2 separate regions of the Anas platyrhynchos genome follow, and region 2 is linked to region 1. Evidence: chromatin contacts called from public Hi-C data. All regions are on one chromosome and are shown on one strand. Each heading gives the region's core, a stretch centred on a gene start, on an enhancer-like site or on the middle of the called end of the contact. The rest is flanking DNA. Distances are from core to core; before and after follow the strand shown. Region 1 holds the start of IL10RB (interleukin 10 receptor subunit beta). Region 2 overlaps IFNAR1 (interferon alpha and beta receptor subunit 1).

Region 1 (4,113 bases), core at 36-2,535:
GGCCGATAAATGAAATCATGGAGGTGCAGGGAGACAAGGTAAGAATACTCAGTAGCTTGCAAGAGAGTTCGTGTTACTGTGATTCAAGGCATTAAACGTGTCTGTCTCGTATAACTGAATACTATTTTTTAAAATATTTTTTATGATGTTTAAAGGTTACTGGACAGTAAAGTTATTTTATCCTTCATAAAAAGAAAACTTTTCATAAACCTGTCTAAGAATTTTTACTGTGGTTTTTTTTTTTTTGGTTTGGTTTGTTGTTTGTGTTTTTGTTTTTTTTTGGGGGGGGGGTGGTTTTTTTTTTTTTTTTAGCCTTTGAAAAGCTACATGAGTTAGCCTGTTTACTGGGGGAAGGGTTTTAGGTATCTTGTAGCCAAACAGCTCTTTTTGCCTTGTTCTGGTCCACATATATACTACTTTTCTGCCTGTTAGCATAGCAGTTCCTGGCTGATATGGCTGGCAGGCATTCCTTTGGTCAGGATAGCTGAGAGTAACTTCTAAAATGTTGTAGTACACTCCGCTGTGCTACTTTTAAGAACTAGAAGGTGCAAATATGTGGCAAGCTGGATCTTAAGTATTTGTAGATGTATAGAATTAGTTGGATTAAACTTCTACTCACAGAGACCCTGTAATACACTGACTGCTGTTTCCTAAGGCAAATTGGTATAAACCTCTCCACAATGGTAGAAGCCAGTGGAACTGCTCATAGGTAAGTGAAGGCAGAGGACCAGTGTCTACCTGAGGAAAAGCAGCAAACTGTGTTGTATCCCTGTTTAGTTAGTAACAGGAGGGGATCAAGGGGCCAGAAACAAACGTGCTAAGCCTTCACAAAGAACTGGCATTTTCAGCTGGGAAAACTGTTCCAATTGGGATGCTGAATGTTATGGTGGAAGTGGCACGGGCATTTCTGCAGGCCTGACCCTGAACTCAAAAGATGAACCTTTCCTCAGGTAACATTCCTGTTGCTGGCAGCAAGTTTTGCTGCCCTGCTTCCTCTGACGCCTGTTAACCAATATTTATTTCCCCACCGCACCGCCCCACCTGCCTCCCCTTTCCTCAGCTGCCCCGCTGCGTCCCCACTACGCTCCCTAGAGCCGAGGAGTCGCCGAAACTCATTGATTTTACAATAAAAAAGGGCTTTTCAGCGCCGTGAGGGGCTGCCTGCTCTCCTGAGGGGAAGGCGTGACGAGCGGTGCCCGGCCCGCCCTCAGGAAGAGAGCCGGGGCCGCCCCCGCTGCCATGGCGCGGCGGCGCCTCAGCGCCTGACGGAGGGACGGAGGGAGGGTGGCAGCCGAAATGGCCGCCGCCCTGCGGGGCGCCCTCAGCGCCTGCCTCCTGCTCTGCGGTGAGTCCGGGGGGCTCCGGTTGTCGCGGGGTGTGGACGGAGCCGCGGTTTCGGATGGGGATTTGGGCTCCTCCCCGCCCCGGACCTTTAATGGGGGGGGGTCCCGCAAAGCGCCGCCCGGGATCCGCGGGTGGGAGAGGAGGCGGGAGGCTCGGGCTCTGCGCCCCGCACGACCCCGCGTTGCCGGGTTATTTGGGGGCTTTGTGTGTTTTCACACAGTGTGCCGCGGCAGGGGTTGCTCCTGTGTGCTCTGAGCAATGGTCTGCTCCGCTGGGGCGTGTTTGCCTTGGTCAGGTGTGTTGCCGAAGCGGGGCGAAGTCCCTTCTGCTTTAGCTTCGGTGTCAGCAGTTGTGTTAAAAGGGCTTAATCATGGTAGTGGACTGGCTAGCTGTGCTGTTTTAGGACTTCCTTTATTCAGTTTCACCAAAGCAAAATCCCCTTGCTTCCATCGCTTATAACGAGTGCTGGTTACCGACACGTTTATTGGTGTTATATATTTAATAGACCTCTCGTCTTCAAGGGCACTTCGCACTTATCTCTCCTTTTCAAGAGGGTGGTCATTAAACAGAACGAGTAAAGCGTTTTAAATGTCAATACTAAGCCACGTAGTAATGATATAGATACGATTTATTTAATTCTCTTAATCTTACGCCCAGTCCTACATAAAAAGACTGTGATCCTCTTCAGGAAAAAAATGCATATATATGCAACCCACACATCAGTGTTTTGCCATAGTACTACCAGAGCACTACTTAGAAAAATTGTGCCTTGCCAGTCTCAGTGAAAGCTCGTGCACGTAGCCCGATCGGCACGAAGTCTTAGTCAGCAATGAGCAACTCATTCATAATAAGCTGTGGTGTCATAAGGCAGTACTTACTGGAAGTCGTTGGGGCTAGCTAATTTGGTTTTGTTGTGTAAGCTTTTGTTGGGTGATTGTTGGGATGTGTCTAGCCTGTATTAAAGTCTATTTAAAAATAAATTAAAAAAAAAAAAAAGGCTGAGGCCTGAAGGAAAAGAAGGCGGTGTTTATGTTTTGGATGACTGAGAAGTCACTGGAGGAACGCATACTAAGATTTTTGTTTGTTGTTGATTGCCCTAACAGTTTCTGGAACAGTGCCCAAACCCCAAAACACAAGGATTAATTCAGTTAATCTTCAGAGCATTTTAATGTGGGATCCACCTAGGTTTCAGAAGGGCAGTTTAAGTTATACTGTCCAGTCTAAGAGGTAAGTCTGGTGGAGTTGTCTTTTTTTTTCCACTTTTTTTTTTTTTTTGCATTTCTTTTAAGTACCTATCTGTAGCTGTCACAGAAATTTGTATTTTCCAGCTGCAGGTGATTGATTTCTTCCCTCTCTTACAGCAAGATAGGTAGCTGTCCTTTTCCTTTAGCTTGTGAGAGGTATATCTTTAAAGAAAGTACATTTGCCTGTTACTTAGCTATATGTTTCACACCCAAAAGTTTTCTACATACTTTTTTGGAACTGGAAACATATTTTAATGTTGGCTGTTTTTGTTTTTCTCTGCCGTGTAGCCATCACACGTTAAGCAGGACTATGGCTGTTGAATCAGGACCTTATCTGGTCTTTCACCTCCCAGCAGCATTTTGTGCTTTGCCACTGGTGCAGCCTGCTTGTTTGTGTCCTTCGTAGAAATGCCTGACAATCTGCAGGCCATGGCTCTTCAGCTGAATGCCTCTAAGCTCAGGACATGTTTTCTGAGGTCTCCTTTTGTCAGGTTTGGTGAGTTAGTTTTGAACTGTTTTTTCCACTGTGTCCTTCCAAGATGGTCTTTCCTGCCACAAGTGTGTCTGTGGCATGCCGCAGTGCTTGACAAGAAAGCCTTGTCTTGGGCCAAATTTCTCCTGCTAATGGCTGAATTCTATTGCAAAGGCAGGATGGCAGGTAAAGTTGGGTAGATGGCACCCTCAAGTAGTGCAGGCAGAGAATAAATCCCCCAAGTCAGGGCACAGGCCATCTTGGTCAAAAGATTTTTGAGTTCTGGTAGCAGTTACCTGTTGACCGCTATGTTCCTAGCTGGGCTTGTGATGCAAAATGAATAATGTCATCTTTTATTAAATGGTTCAGCTCTCGGGCTCTGTTTGCTCTAGCTTTTCCTTAAGTGCATGTCTGAAGGATCTGAACAAAGCAAAGCCATGCACAGTGATATTGTCTAATATTTGCAGTCTTGTTTAATATCTACTGTCTGTTGAATGAAGTTTTTTAACCACTGTCAAGAAAAGGGTATCTGTTTACTGAATCATAATCTTAATCTCCAAATTTATCACTAATTTATCGATACACAGAAAATGCTTAATCCATCTGTACACATTTGTAACTTGTTCACGAGTCATAACTGCATTTTAAGCAATGCCACTAAGGCATGTCACTTTTCTAGTTCATTGAGAGGAAAGATAAATTTGTCAATTTTATAATGTACACATCATTTATGTGTGTGTTTGTTTGTTTTTGCTTTTCCACATAGCATCAATTTGCCTAAAGACGACTTTAAAAATTTAAGAACAAATTTGAGTGTCACAGAGTGCGACGTCTCTTCTCTGTCTTTTTACGGAAACTACGAGTTACGGGTCAGAGCGGAGTCAGAAGATAAACATTCAAACTGGGCAGTCATCAGATTTAGGCCAATGGATGACAGTAAGCCTTTTTCTAATCTTCCGTGAAAATATTGTCTGCTATTGATGCACCTTCACAATTTGCAACAGAAGAAAATCTGTAGCATAAAGATCATTTTAAATGTACTTAAGCTGAACT
Region 2 (4,202 bases), core at 1,098-3,597, 41 kb after region 1:
ATACATGTAGATGAGTTGCTTGGTGGAGGATCCTTTTTCTCCCTCCTGGCTGGGCTGTAGTCATCTGAATCTTAGCGCTGGAGTTCCTTTCCTGTCCAAGAAACAATTGGAGTGCTTTTGTGCCCCTGAAGACCCTGCAAGTCGGGCCAGTCTGGTCATTTCCTGGCTAAGGAAAGGAGGGCCAGCTTCACAGTTTTAATTGCCCATTCTCTTTCCATGAGCTATGGGAATTCTAACCCCTGTATCTCTGTCATTCACATATTATATTCTTTGAGGCTAGAACCTGCACACAAGCAATAGGGTGGTAATAGATTTACATATATCAGGTGCTTCAGGGTAACTGTCTGCACAGCCTTTCTGTCCTGTTGTCAAAGAGGGAGGGAATAATCAGATCTTGGTTCTGATCCTATATGCAAATGTACGTGTTCTTGTTTGATAAATCTCTTAGGTTGTGCTTTTAATAAAATTATGTGAGATATAGAATTACATTCATTTCCTAATGACCTTCGTGCCTGGGTATAGCAGTGAAGGAATGTGAAATGTTGTGATAAATACTGCAGCAGATTTAGGGGAGGGGGGTTATCTGTTTTAATCTGTGTGGTTTATGAATACCTAGACTGAATGTTTGTTTTTGCTTTTTTTTTTCACATCCACTTTTTTAGATAAAATGTTACCTCTGATCATTTTAGCAACGTTTGTAAGTGCCCTGGTTGCTGTCTTGGTTGTGGCTGTACTGATCATTTTTTTCCTGTATCAAGCCTATAATAAAATCAAGTATGTGTTCTTTCCATCATGCACGCCTCCTCTGAACATAGAGGTGAGACAAGATTGATTTTTCTCATTCATTAAGCAGACATACTTTTAAGAAAGAAGTGTAAAATGTTATAGAAAAAGTTTCAGTTAGTGAACATTTTAATTGTTTATTTGCACAGAAGAGTTGCTAACCTTTTTTATTCCAGTGCATGTATTTACTCCGTATGTGTATGTACTTTTGCCCTGCAATTTGAGACCAGAATAGTTTTCCCACCATGTTATCTGGCCCTAGCCTTTTTTGCCTTCTCCCTGTTGGTTCATGGCATAAAATGAGTACTGTGTCTTACTTGCTTCCTTTCAATTAAGAGCTTGCTATTATTTTCTTGCTGCATAGCACTTGATTTTTATTGCTTCTGGATTGTCTTTCTCCATCGTTGCATTAGACCTCAGTAGTTTCTCTGAAGGTTTCCTTGGAAGGCAAGCATGAGTAGCCTGGAGAGGGGAATTGATTGACTGCAGCCCTGCAAAGCAGGGCTAAGGACATGGGGATACAGCTGGGTGGAAAAACTGGGTATGAGCTGGCAATTTGCACTTGCAGCCCAGAAAGCCAAGCTTAAAATCCTGGGCTGCTTAAAAAGAAGTGTGGCCAGTCAGTGGATGGAGGGGATTCATCCTCTCTGCATTGCTCTCATGGGACCCCACCTGGAGCACTGCACCCAGGTCTGGAGCTTCAGTACCACAAGGACGTGGACCTGTGAGAGTGGGTCCAGAGGAGGGCCCTGAAAGTGATGGGAAGGCTGGAGCACCTCTCTTGTGAAGAGAGGCTGAGAGAGTTGAGAAAAACTTTTTACTAAGGTTTGTAGTGACAGGACAAGGGGCAGTGGTTTTAAACTGAAAGGGGATAGATTTACACTGGGAAGAAATTTTTATGATGAGGGCAGTGAAGCACTGGCACAGGTTGCCCAGAGAAGCTGTGGATGCCCCATCCCTCAAAGTGTTCAAGGCCAGGCTGGATGGGGCTTTGGGCAACCTGATCCAGTGGGAGGTGTCCCTGCCCTTGACAGGAAGGGTGGACTAGATGATTTTTAAAGGTCCGTTCCAGCCCAAACAGTTCTAAGATTCTATGAATAGGGGTTGATAGGTAATTTTCTGGTTCTTTGATTCTTAGTGATCAATAGAGTCAGGTTCAAAACAAAAGTATCTTCAGGCAGGGGGACATGCAGATCTCCTATGTGGACAGCCTTTGTGGATATGAGAACGGTTATATGGGTCATGGGCATGTTCATGGAAGAGAATTGCATGAAACGTCACTAAAACAAACAGAAACCATCTCTGTCTCAAGAAGCTGTAAAGAGTTGGGAGTGTCCTTCCAGCCTCTTGTATTCTGTGAAAGCCACGTTGCTTTTCTGACGTGTCCTCCATGTACTTTTGTGGTCTGAGAATCCATGTGGTCAAAGAACAGTCATTATTGCCTGTTCTTTAAAATTCAGGACATGAAAACGAAAGTCCAATCTTTGCAAACACTTCTACCATCCCCTGACCTAGCAATCTAGATGATTCAAGTCTCAAAGGCAGATGTTGTGCAACTTCTGGCTTTGCTTGGCATAGTACTCAGTGATCCCCTTCTGGAATGAACAGAGCAACGTGTCAATGCGGGTATGTTCTGAAATGCAGCAAGAGCTGCTCATCACTGTGCTTTCTTCAGTGTCTCCCAAAACGTAGACCTGAGCATTGTGTGGCCTTCCTAATGTGTTTCTCCTTCTCACTGATGCTCTTAGGATATGTAGCGTACAGAGCTTTCTGAGTAAAAGTTAAAATTGCAAACCAGTCTCATAATTTCCAAGGGCAAATCTGAATTTGATTAGTTTGTAAGGCAACATTTTAGCTCTTCTGTTTAGTAGAATGCTGGTAACATGGTTGATGTATATTTGACTGAGAACTTTTCTAATGGGTTTGATTTAAACAACTGCTTCTTAGATTTAAGGCACGTAGGAAGGACAGCAGCATGCTGTTGAGAGCTGTATAAGGGGTTGGTATCATGCTGCTGCAGCTTGCTTTCTCTTTCTTCATTCAAACTTTGCTTAATAACTAATAATCACTCGTAGGCTTTGCGAACACACATCTGTCATCCACATGCTATGACACGATCTCTGAAAATGTTCTGAATTAGGGTTTTCCTTTATTTCCTCATAAGGCTAGAGTCAAAGAAATATTGCAATTAAATCGGTGATTGGCAGCTGCAAACAGCGTCTTAACCTCAACTCTTTTACTGTAATCATTCTTCAGTATTTGATTATATAAATGCAGCTCAACTTCATTGTCATTTTTCATTTGTGATTTATTATACAGCGTATAATAGGTAGAAAACCTTATGATGCTATTGAATGTGATAAACTAGATTTGTACAACTATGGTGTTAAATTGAGTCATTATTTAGGTGTTAGGCATGAATATTCATCTCTCTTCTCTTTTTGCAGGGATTTGGAGAACAGCTCTTTGGCAGCCCATATCTGCCCACTGTGGAAGAACCAATAGAAAGTTGTTATGTCATTGAAAGCATCATAGAAGAAGTAAATCAAAATGATTTCAAAGACTACAAACACTCTAAACAGAGCAGTCGAGATTCAGGGAATTACTCTAATGATGATGATACCTCAGGGAGCAAAGGGTCAGAAGGAATGCTAGAAAAGGAAATAATATAACTTTTAAGGAAGTAAAATTGAAATGTGGGACTAGTAGTGTAATAAACACTTAAACTTTTTTTTATTATGAAAGTCTTGGACTAACGAAGACGGTATGGCTTTGGGATATTTGTGCTGAAGTTTCCAAATCTCCACTGGATTAGTGGAAAGTCACATTCTCTGCTGCAAGCTGACTGAAGTTAAAACACATTTGACTTCTGTTATCTTACGCCATTTTGACTGAATATTCATCCTGTGATAAAAGGAATACCACCTGAATAAAGAGGAACAAATCTGTCCACTTCATATACTTGAACCTAATAACCTCAGTGAAAGCCTGCTGTGTTCCACAAGCAGGCTTTGAGTGCCAGTGTGTACTTTGAAAGAATACTTAAATTACAGTATTGAGTCCTAGTGTTTACACAGGCAGAAGAAAACTGATGCCAGATACAATTGTAAGAAGTGTGATGTTCTCTTCCAGCCCTTTGGGGGCAGTGGTTTTTGGTTCAGCAGGTCCAGAGCGAAGGATGCAGAGAAACCAGTCTCAGTGAGGCAGCTCCTCTGAGCATCCGTGTAAACTTTCGTGGCCACGGCTATCAGATACTTCCGATGCCTGCCTTTGTGTTCATGAAGCTGTGTCCCTGCATCAGGGTGCTCTTCTCCTACAGCACTTGGTAACCTGGGCAAGTTTGGGGAGGAGAAGAGTTAGGAAAGAGGCTTACTCCACTGGAAAGAGAAATTTCACAGTGGAAGCTCTTTGTAAATAGA

What was found. A called contact is a pair of places that touch in the nucleus more often than the background predicts.
Region 2: a contact with region 1 is called in a Hi-C map of liver, with 2.7 times the contacts expected there. The contact joins the enhancer-like site here to the promoter of IL10RB in region 1. A contact is called at or near these places in 2 of 8 Hi-C or Micro-C datasets (liver and skeletal muscle).

What each region holds. Positions count from the first base shown.
Region 1 is chr1:110,692,148-110,696,260 of IASCAAS_PekinDuck_T2T, forward strand. It overlaps IL10RB (interleukin 10 receptor subunit beta), which reads left to right and starts at 1,286. Exons shown (of 7, transcript NM_001310411.1): 1 at 1,286-1,345; 2 at 2,448-2,571; 3 at 3,827-3,996. The coding sequence starts at 1,297. IFNAR2 (interferon alpha and beta receptor subunit 2) reads left to right here. Exons shown (of 10, transcript XM_072026515.1): 10 at 1-209.
Region 2 is chr1:110,731,739-110,735,940 of IASCAAS_PekinDuck_T2T, forward strand. It overlaps IFNAR1 (interferon alpha and beta receptor subunit 1), which reads left to right. Exons shown (of 10, transcript XM_072026527.1): 10 at 3,231-4,202. The coding sequence ends at 3,307. Among named protein-coding and RNA genes, the nearest start is that of IFNGR2, 17 kb to the right of the region's middle. Within about 2 kb of position 2,348, at least 2 of the 8 cell types and tissues checked have an H3K27ac peak or open chromatin away from gene starts, as enhancers often do.